2 separate regions of the Mus musculus genome follow, and region 2 is linked to region 1. A link is a contact called in public promoter capture Hi-C data. All regions are on one chromosome and are shown on one strand. Each heading gives the region's core, a stretch centred on a gene start, on an enhancer-like site or on the middle of the called end of the contact. The rest is flanking DNA. Distances are from core to core; before and after follow the strand shown.

Evidence for each region. Promoter capture Hi-C pulls out the DNA fragments that hold promoters and counts their contacts.
Region 2: a promoter capture Hi-C map of cranial neural crest shows a contact between it and region 1. The contact joins the enhancer-like site here to the promoter of Fibin in region 1. A contact is called at or near these places in 4 of 39 promoter capture datasets (cranial neural crest, embryonic stem cells, epiblast stem cells and 1 more), 2 of 115 datasets of contacts at active chromatin or transcription factors (embryonic fibroblasts and embryonic limb bud) and 1 of 9 other capture datasets (adipose tissue).

Annotation. Positions count from the first base shown.
Region 1 is chr2:110,360,816-110,365,337 of GRCm38.p6, reverse strand. It overlaps Fibin (fin bud initiation factor homolog (zebrafish)), which reads left to right and starts at 2,345. Exons shown (of 1, transcript NM_026271.1): 1 at 2,345-4,413. The coding sequence starts at 2,543. The coding sequence ends at 3,196. The region is part of intron 2 of Gm30319 (a long non-coding RNA gene); the gene reads right to left.
Region 2 is chr2:110,522,591-110,527,112 of GRCm38.p6, reverse strand. No RefSeq gene overlaps it. Among named protein-coding and RNA genes, the nearest start is that of Slc5a12, 72 kb to the left of the region's middle. Within about 2 kb of position 2,657, at least 5 of the 459 cell types and tissues checked have an H3K27ac peak or open chromatin away from gene starts, as enhancers often do. A contact at or near this core is called in second pharyngeal arch cranial neural crest, where this site is marked.

The DNA.
Region 1 (4,522 bases), core at 1,096-3,595:
GAAAACCGAAGGAGTAAGGCCATCATGAGCATGCTTCAAAAAGTCTGTGTGTGTGATTTCACACGCAGAATCACTAGTTAGTCAAATGGCTCTTCATTGTCTTCCAGGAGTCTGGATTGCCTGCGACTGGAAGAGTAAAGACAAGTCTGACAACAGGGCTGTGTGCATCTGAATGAAAGCTGTCCTTTGTGCTGCAGAGGGAGACTCAGAACAGTGAATACTCATTGTGAGTAGCTCGGTTACATTTCAAGGCAGAAATAGCAAGCATCTCTGGAAACAGAATCTTCCTGCTTACATATTCTTTCCACTTAATTCCCTGTTTCTTTTCTCCACGATCCTGAAATTATTCAATATACAACATATGTTTATTTACTTTTACTTCAATTCGCCCTGCACTTCCCAGATTGAAAGCTCTAGGAAAGCCATGGTTTGTTTCTAGTTATGTTCATTGTTGTATTCTCAATACCAGAAACGGAACTTGATGAATAATAAATGTTCAATAAATATTTGATTAAATGGATGGCCTATCAAATGGCCATTTATGACAATCAATTCATAAATTAAAACCTAAAAATGGCCTCTTTTGGGAAAAAGAGGGCTTGGGGGGTTTTATTTGTTTTTAAATTTAGTGCTCTTTTTCCTGTTTCATATTTCTAGGCACAAGAACGGCTCTTAGGATACCACATGGAAGCTGAAATCACAAGTCTTAAGGGGTCTTGACGTCCATCAGGATCCTTCAGAGGAGAGCTGCACCCAGGTCAGCACTGACGCTCATCTGGCAACAGCAGCTCTATTACCTAGAATTCAGAACAACAGAAACATCGCTGTTGTTTCCAAAAACAGGGCTGATGGACCACATGGCAGCCACTGTGTCCAGGGTGGCTGTAAGCTCCCGTGTGGGGCATGTATTGTGTTACTCCATCATTGGATCTTTAGTGACTATGGTAGCTCCTAGCCTATAAAACCTTGGCATCACTTACCAGAAGCCTAGAGAAACTCGGCAAGCTCAGCAGCAATCTGGGGGCCCTTGCTCTTAAGGTACAAAACAGTTTGGGAAATATGCCCAGAATCTAGGAGATAAACTCTATAAAGGTTTCCATGTGCTGCTGATACAGTATAGACTTAGAAATGGGTTAGTTCAATCAAGAAGTACAAGTTGAAGAAATTAGCTGGGATGGACAAGTTATATGAATATATAAACAGGAAAAGCATTGGCAGAGAATGTGTACTGCCTGAATCCACAACTTAAACACTAGCAGGAGCTTCGTTGCTTTGGAATAGCTATGGAACATGGTGTTCTGAGGACATGTGTATTTATGGAGAGGCTATGGAACTGGCAGCTGGACTCGTGTTTGGGTGGCTTTTTTAAACCAGCTGTGGTAATGTCACTATTTGTGAATTAATTAAAATAAAAATATTTTCTTTCAAAGCAGTACGGTTTTTTTAACTTAAATTTAAATCTTTGTACCTTAATGGTTGAATACAATCTATGAGATCGTGTCAATTTGCTTAACGTTCTAACTGTAGATAAATATTCCAACCTCATAAGTAACTGACAGGAGACCCCAGCAGTCAAATACTACACAAAAGACTCAGTAAGGCTCACTGGAACGTTATCTAATAGATTACACAGAGGTCCCAGTTGTCCTCTTATTGATTAAACTGGAAACTTTTATTTTTATTTTTATTAGTAACTATGCACTATGAATATAAAAAATCGGTTATCTATATTCATTTTGTTTCAAAAGTATTGATTTTAATAACCTTTAAACCATTTCCAAACAAAACTATTTCCAATACTTCAAATTTTTTATTTAAAAAATAACGTTTTGAAAATGAGTAAAAAAAAATACATTTCTCATCTGGTATTTAAATGTCTGAAATGCCATTTCTCTGAAGCAATCACCTCTTTCCTAAATATGCTAATAGCAGCTGGATTTTATGTTTATAATTATCCTCTACTATCCCCATTCAAGATACGTCTTATTGTACAGGGTCTCCTTTTTCAAGATTGAAAAAAGGAGACCCTGTACCTTTAATAAAGGAACTGGTGAAAGCTTTCTTTCCAAATTTGTTCCTTGGCTTCCAAGTGACGAAACTAGCTGTAATTTGAGAGTCCTGCAATCCTCAGGATATCTTTAGCCAAGGGGAAAGAAAACGCTGCATTCCCACCCAGTCCAGGGGTTGAAACAGTGTCAGAACAGCTTCCCTTAGCTACTAGCTCCGTCTCCCTGGAGCCAGAGGGAACTCCGAAGGTGACCGCAAAGCCAGCGCCTGGAGCAGCAGGTCCCCAGTCGGTGGGTCGGGCTATCCTGCTAAAACAGCAAAGGTCCAGCCTCTCAGTAGAGAGAGGATCAGGGACGCTGAGGAGCGTGGTGCACACCGCTGCTGCGTAGAGCCACATGAAGCCTGTGGAGGAACCAGGATCAGAGAGCGGCAAGCGAGCTGCGCCTGAGGAGGGCGCCTTCTCCCGAAGCCGCTGACACCCGGGGGAACCTTTTTCCTTGTTCCTGGACTAAAACGCTTCTCCCGAATATCCAGAATGGTGTTCCCGAAGTTGATCTGGATGGGTTTCTTTTGCCACCTGTGTCGAGGCTACTTTGATGGCCCCCTGTACCCAGAAATGTCTAATGGGACTTTGCATCATTACTTCGTGCCTGATGGAGACTATGAGGAGAATGATGACCCCGAGAAATGCCAGCTGCTCTTCAGGGTGAGTGATCGCAGGCGCTGCTCCCAGGGGGAAGGGGGCCAAGCCAGTAGCTTGCTGAGCCTCACTCTTCGAGAGGAGTTCACAGTACTGGGCCGCCAGGTGGAGGATGCTGGACGCGTCCTGGAGGGCATCAGCAAGAGCATCTCCTACGACCTGGATGGGGAAGAGAGCTATGGCAAGTACCTGAGGCGGGAGTCCCACCAGATCGGGGATGCCTACTCCAACTCTGACAAGTCCCTCACTGAGCTGGAAAGCAAGTTCAAGCAGGGCCAAGAGCAGGATAGCCGGCAGGAAAGCAGACTCAATGAGGACTTCCTGGGGATGCTGGTCCACACCAGGTCCTTGCTGAAGGAGACACTGGACATCTCTGTGGGGCTCAGAGACAAATACGAGCTGCTGGCACATACCATCAGGAGCCATGGGACCCGCTTAGGTCGACTGAAAAGCGACTATCTGGAGGGTGGGGCACAGAAGACAGGCTAATATTTCCATTGTAACTGCTTCATTTTATCCAAATTTGCACTTTCAGAACACGTCTGAAGTCATCTTTCGAAAAGAAAGAAAAATTTTAATAAGTTGAGTTATTCTGATTTTAGTTTGGTTTTGTGCATTATTTATGTTATTATTAAGGATTTTTCACTTGCAAAAAAAAGCAATTTTAAACTAACCCCTGGGTTATTTCCTAAAGGGTTTTATTGCTCTAACAGAATCTCTTCTTTCGACTCCATCTAAAGGATGCATTTGTGTGGAAAGACTGATTAAACTTCCACATCCTGGCGGGGGACGAGGTGCGTGGCTCCTTTGCATCAGCAGGCTTCTCTTTGGTCTCTGAAGGCTGAGATGCCTGATTTTCAGATGAGGTCCCAGGTGTGTGGCATGCCTGCCAGACAAGGAAGTTCATTGATTCTCCTTTCGCTCTTATTTATTTACCATGTTCTTAGTTGTTTCTGTTTTGTTGTAAGAGTGTTATTGAGAATTTGCATGCAAATCACCACCAGTAAGATGTTCAAAGTTCCATTGTGGGTTTGTGTAAGTTGAAGATGCAACATTTAAGATAGCAAAACTTTAGGGTGGTTGCCCACTCATGATGTGTCTTTCACTTCACCATCAAAGAAACAGATTGCTTAACACTCAAGTGTCTATGATTTAAGTTGTCAGCATGTTTTTTTCTTCTTGGACTCAGATAGCATTGCTTCCTTTTGTTTATTGAAAACTTATATTTCCAGAGGGAGGGTCTAACTATAGAAATCCCTTATGTACATTTTATTACTCAGCCAATAAATGTTTTCATATAATACTGGCTTTTTTTCTAGTTTACAGTCATAACTCTCATATTTCAGAGAGGGACTAGTGCAAAGGAGAGGGGAGATAGGATTGAAGCCAGTTTATCAGAGTATATGATAAGGATGAGATTTTAAAAAGAAAAACAGAGGGAGAAGGTGCTGTATTTTTGAGTATCTTACCCTGTCTGCTCACATACACCATCCTAGTAAGGGGTAGTGGGATCTAGCCTGTACAAGAATTATACATTTGATTTCCACTCTTCTGATGGAAAAATCTTAAATTTCTCTCATTTTTCATAGACTCCATTGGAAATGTGTGACAAAGGTCCATATCTCCTATGCACTCATTCTGTGTTAGTGATGCCTAACAATTTGAAAGCTATTTCTATGCTCTTAAAATAAATGAATTAAAATGTGAAAATGCATTTTATTTCAATTCTTCCCTGGGCCAATATTTATCACCACCTTAAATATACTTTCTTTCCACTTGCATCCACACACAAAGTATGCAAGAGTTCACATTCTG
Region 2 (4,522 bases), core at 1,408-3,907, 160 kb before region 1:
GCTCAAGACTTCCTGTCTTGCCCCTTCTCCCCACACAAGCAAATTTTACTGTCTCTGTGTCATCTTCAATGTGAAAAATCATGGAGAGAAACATAGGATTATTACATAGTGAAAGCTGTCCAAACAGTGGACCTCAAAATGAGAAATTTATCATTTTAAGTTTAAAAGTTACGGATCCTCTACCTCTATGAATTAGTTCAAAAGTTACAAACTCTTTATAATTCAACATAGAAATATCTTAATCAAAGTAAAGGTATTAATTTGTGTTTCTTTGTGTGTGTGTCCACATGCGTGTATGTGTGCCTACCTGCCTACCTGCCTGCCTGCCTGCTTGCCTGCACACTATGATTTGCAAGTGAAAGTTAAAGGATAATGTGACTGGGGAGGGGGAGGGGGTCAGGCAATTGTTTTCTTCTACTGCTTGGGTTCCAGGAATCAAATACAGGTCTTCGTGCTTGGTAGCAGGCAGTCATACCTGCTGAGCTATCTCAACCCCCTTTTCACAATACTGATGTTTCAAAATGGGAAAGTATTCATGTTTTTCTGAATCAAAATCAGACTTTTCTACATAGTATAAATTTGAAAATTATTTTGTGAAAGACTTAACTGTTTTCTGAATGTACTATGAATTTAAATGTATACACATCACCATATTCACAAATTATATAATAAAAGATATTTCTTTCTTTACTTAAAAAACTCAATGTAGCTGGGCAGTGGTGGCTCACGCCTTTAATCCCAGCACTTGGGAGGCAGAGGCAGATGGATTTCTGAGTTCGAGGCCAGCCTGGTCTACAGAGTGAGTTCCAGGACAGCCAGGGATATACAGAGAAAACTGTCTCGAAAAAAACAAAAACAAACAAACAAACACAAAGAAAACCTCAATGTAGCTTCCCTTGACTCAAGAAACTCCTTGTAATTTCAATTCATATGACTGAGAAAATTACTCTGGTTAAGGAACCCCTCCATTATCAACAAGGTCTCCATTAGAATTTGCACCCACCAATTACAAACATGAATTAGTAGAAGCTAATTTATGGTCAAGGCTTCTATTGGTTTTCTAATGCTGTGTAACAAATTACCACAAACTGAATTATTTAAAGCACTCATTATCTTGCAGTTCAATGACTCAAAAGTCCCAGCTCTGCTTAGAGCCATTTCCAAGCTCCTCAAGTGGTTGGCACAATTTGTGTCTTTGCAGCTGTGGGGCATAGGCTCCCTCCCAGTTGTTGACTATGGCTAGAGAAGACTCTCTTAAGCCCTGTACTTCCTGTGTCTCACCACCTGGCTCCTTCAATAGGCAGTTCAGAACCTGGAAATTAACTTCCTCAAGCCAAAGGGGAAAAAAGCAAAACAAAAGTCTCTCCTACAAGTAACAAGATATCCACTTATTTAGATACATATTTAGGGTATACACACACACACACACAGTAGTAACCTCAGAATTATTATCCCAGGATATTTTGCAGTATCTTCTTGTCAGCAGTAAGAGGCACTCTCACCCAAGCAAGGTATGGAACATGAGATTGCCCTAATGTTTCTCTCTTACAGTCCATGAAGTGCAAATATTTTGAAATGTTAATGGAAATTTTATGGTAGAGATTTCTTATGGTCTAAAATCTTGTTTTCAAGAATTATTCTCTTCTATAATGTATGCATGAACATCTACATTTTTTCCTAGAGTTACCTCCTAGAGATATAAGTTTACTCTCATCTGTCAAATGAGGAATAAAGAATGAAGAAAAACAAGAAAATAAAACACATTTTCATAATGACAAGAAATATAATATTAACAAACTTTTGTCATTTCTCATGGAAATGAGTTTCATTTTGACACAGGACAAGCAAGAATAACAGTGGATAAGAGTGGATCTAGCAGTCTAGATTTAGAGAGCATTTACAGTAACTTTTACAAGGAAAAATCCTACCATATGTGTTGACTTATACTATAAAATTCTGTGTAGATATCTAGTTATTTTGGGGGTCTGTGAAGTCCCTCAAGGAGCACAAATAAAGACACCTTTCAGCTGTGGGATCTATATGTACGAAGTAGAACTTAACCAGTTCATGGTCTATTTACTCAATAAATTGTTGGATGTTCTAAGTGTTCACACTTAGATTATAAAACAAAAACTGCTATATGAAGCACTGAATTATCTAATGCTTTCTAAAAGCATTGTGTAAATCTATAAGTACACTCTCTATGGTTATTTTTGTTACCAAATTATTTAACTGTTAGAGTAATATATTTAAATATTTAGAAAATATTAGGTAAAGATGCTGTTCATTCAATAGTTTTGATTGATTTAATTCTAGTGGACTTCCCCTAATATACAGAAAAGTAGAAGCAAAACAAAACTTGTTATGGGACTGAGGAAACTACACTATGTGTAAACCATTTATCACACAAGCATATGGACCTGAGTTAACATCTCCCAAATCACAGTGAAGCTGAAAGCAGTAACTTGCTTCTGTAATCTGTCTCTGTCCCTCTCTCTGTCTCTCTCTATCTCTCTCTGTCTCTGTCTGTCTGTTGTCTCTCTCTGTCTCTGTCTGTTGTCTATCTGTCTGTCTGTCTCTCTCTTTCTCTCTCTCTCTCTCTCTCACACACACACACACACACACAATTATAGGCTTATAGGATGAAACTCCTTTTCACTTATTTCTAGGGTGATGCTTTACTTTGTCAAACAAAGCCACCTTTATGATGTTTTTCTTCTTTGATCTATGCATATCTAAAGGATTATCAAGCACAATGAACACAAGAGACTGCAGGACCCAGAAGAACGAACCAGAATGAACAAATGTGTGCTTTGAACTTACATTGAATGTTTCCTTAGAACTATATATTCTCTATCCCAGGAAGCATTGTTCCTGGGATAAAAACAACAGTGTAATATAATGATTGAGTTGGAATCAAATAGTCGTAGGCTTGATTTCCAGTATAACAGAATGACCACTACTTAAAATAATCTCCTTTTTTATTAGGAAATGGTACTAAGAAGTTGTAGTTCTCAAACAGTAAATATTTTCTAAATATAGAAAATTTTATTGTGGTTAATGTTGACAAACTATGAGAAATAGTAACAACACATCCAAAATAAAATTTAAAGTAGAGCACAGAACCTTCTCTTTCAACAAAGAAAGAGACATGTTGGAAATAATAGATATATTAAGATTTCATCAATACTTTGAATAATTATAAAGTTAATATCTGAGTATCAACATATTTCTATCGTATCTTATTTAAACTTTTGTCATACGCTACCTGAAATTAAAATGAAAAATAAGTCATTTTTCTATTTAAAAAAAGCTATGTTAACAAAATCCATCGCATATGATCCACGTTAGCGTTACATGTCAACCATTGGAAGCTTCTAGCACATTTCCACTGAGAATGAGCTTCCTGTGTCACTTCTGTTTCCACAATGAGCTGAACAGAGAGGAAAAGGCCCGACACCTGTGATAAATAACCCAGCCGCACAAACACCACATCTGGAAAACGTATCTGTCATTCCATGGGAAATAAATCTGGGACTTTCCTCAGTAAATCACGGGTATTTTGAACATTTTGATGGGAGCAGGAAACAAATTATTTATTTAAAAAATGGAGCTTCAAAATGGTCTTTCCCCCTAGTAATTCTTCCATGTGCTAATAATTCATGGTGTTTTGTTTTCTCTAGGCTCTGGAAAGTTTTGAAGAGAAGGGAAAATAGGAAAACATAATCTGCAGCTTAGCAGTGTTCATGTGTGAGCAGCAGCAGCTGTGTTTCTCATCACAAAGAGAAAGGTCTCAAGTCACCATGTCCAAGTGCCCAGCTAATGTCACTGAAAGTAACAGCAGCACATTTGTTTATAAATACCCTCTGGGTTGATGCTTTATTCTCCCTTTGCTTTATTAGCATGTTGCAATTATAGATGAACAAAAAATATATTCTACCCAAAACACATGCATACAAATGCATGCATTTATCAATAGAGAGTAAAAGTAAAACCACTTAAAACATATATGTGTATATATAATAGATACTGTATATATAAAACATTAATATGAACCTGCCTCCTTTTCCTAACATGTACCCACATTTCCCTATAGCACATCTTAATAAACACTATTTGTAAAAATAATACCTGTACTCATAGTATATTATTATCATCTTCATGTCAATAAATAAATTTTCATTTTCTGCTGATTAACACTCCAATCATACTCATTTATGGGGCACAGTGTAAAACACTGATATATGTTTACAATGTACAATAATCATTTTATAATAATTATCATTTTAGTTTAAAATTGTTATTAAAGTGTACAATCATACATCATCATGGAATATTGTGTGACATTTCAATTCATGTATTCTTATTTTCTAATAAAACTAGGATAATATCACCTATATATGACTTAGTGTTCAGAATCTTTGACCTATCCTTGTAGTTAGGAATAGAATGTATGATGAGTTCCTAAAGGCCATAGTCTCTGGCACACTGCAGAGGACTAGAATCTATTACTCTGTCTGTC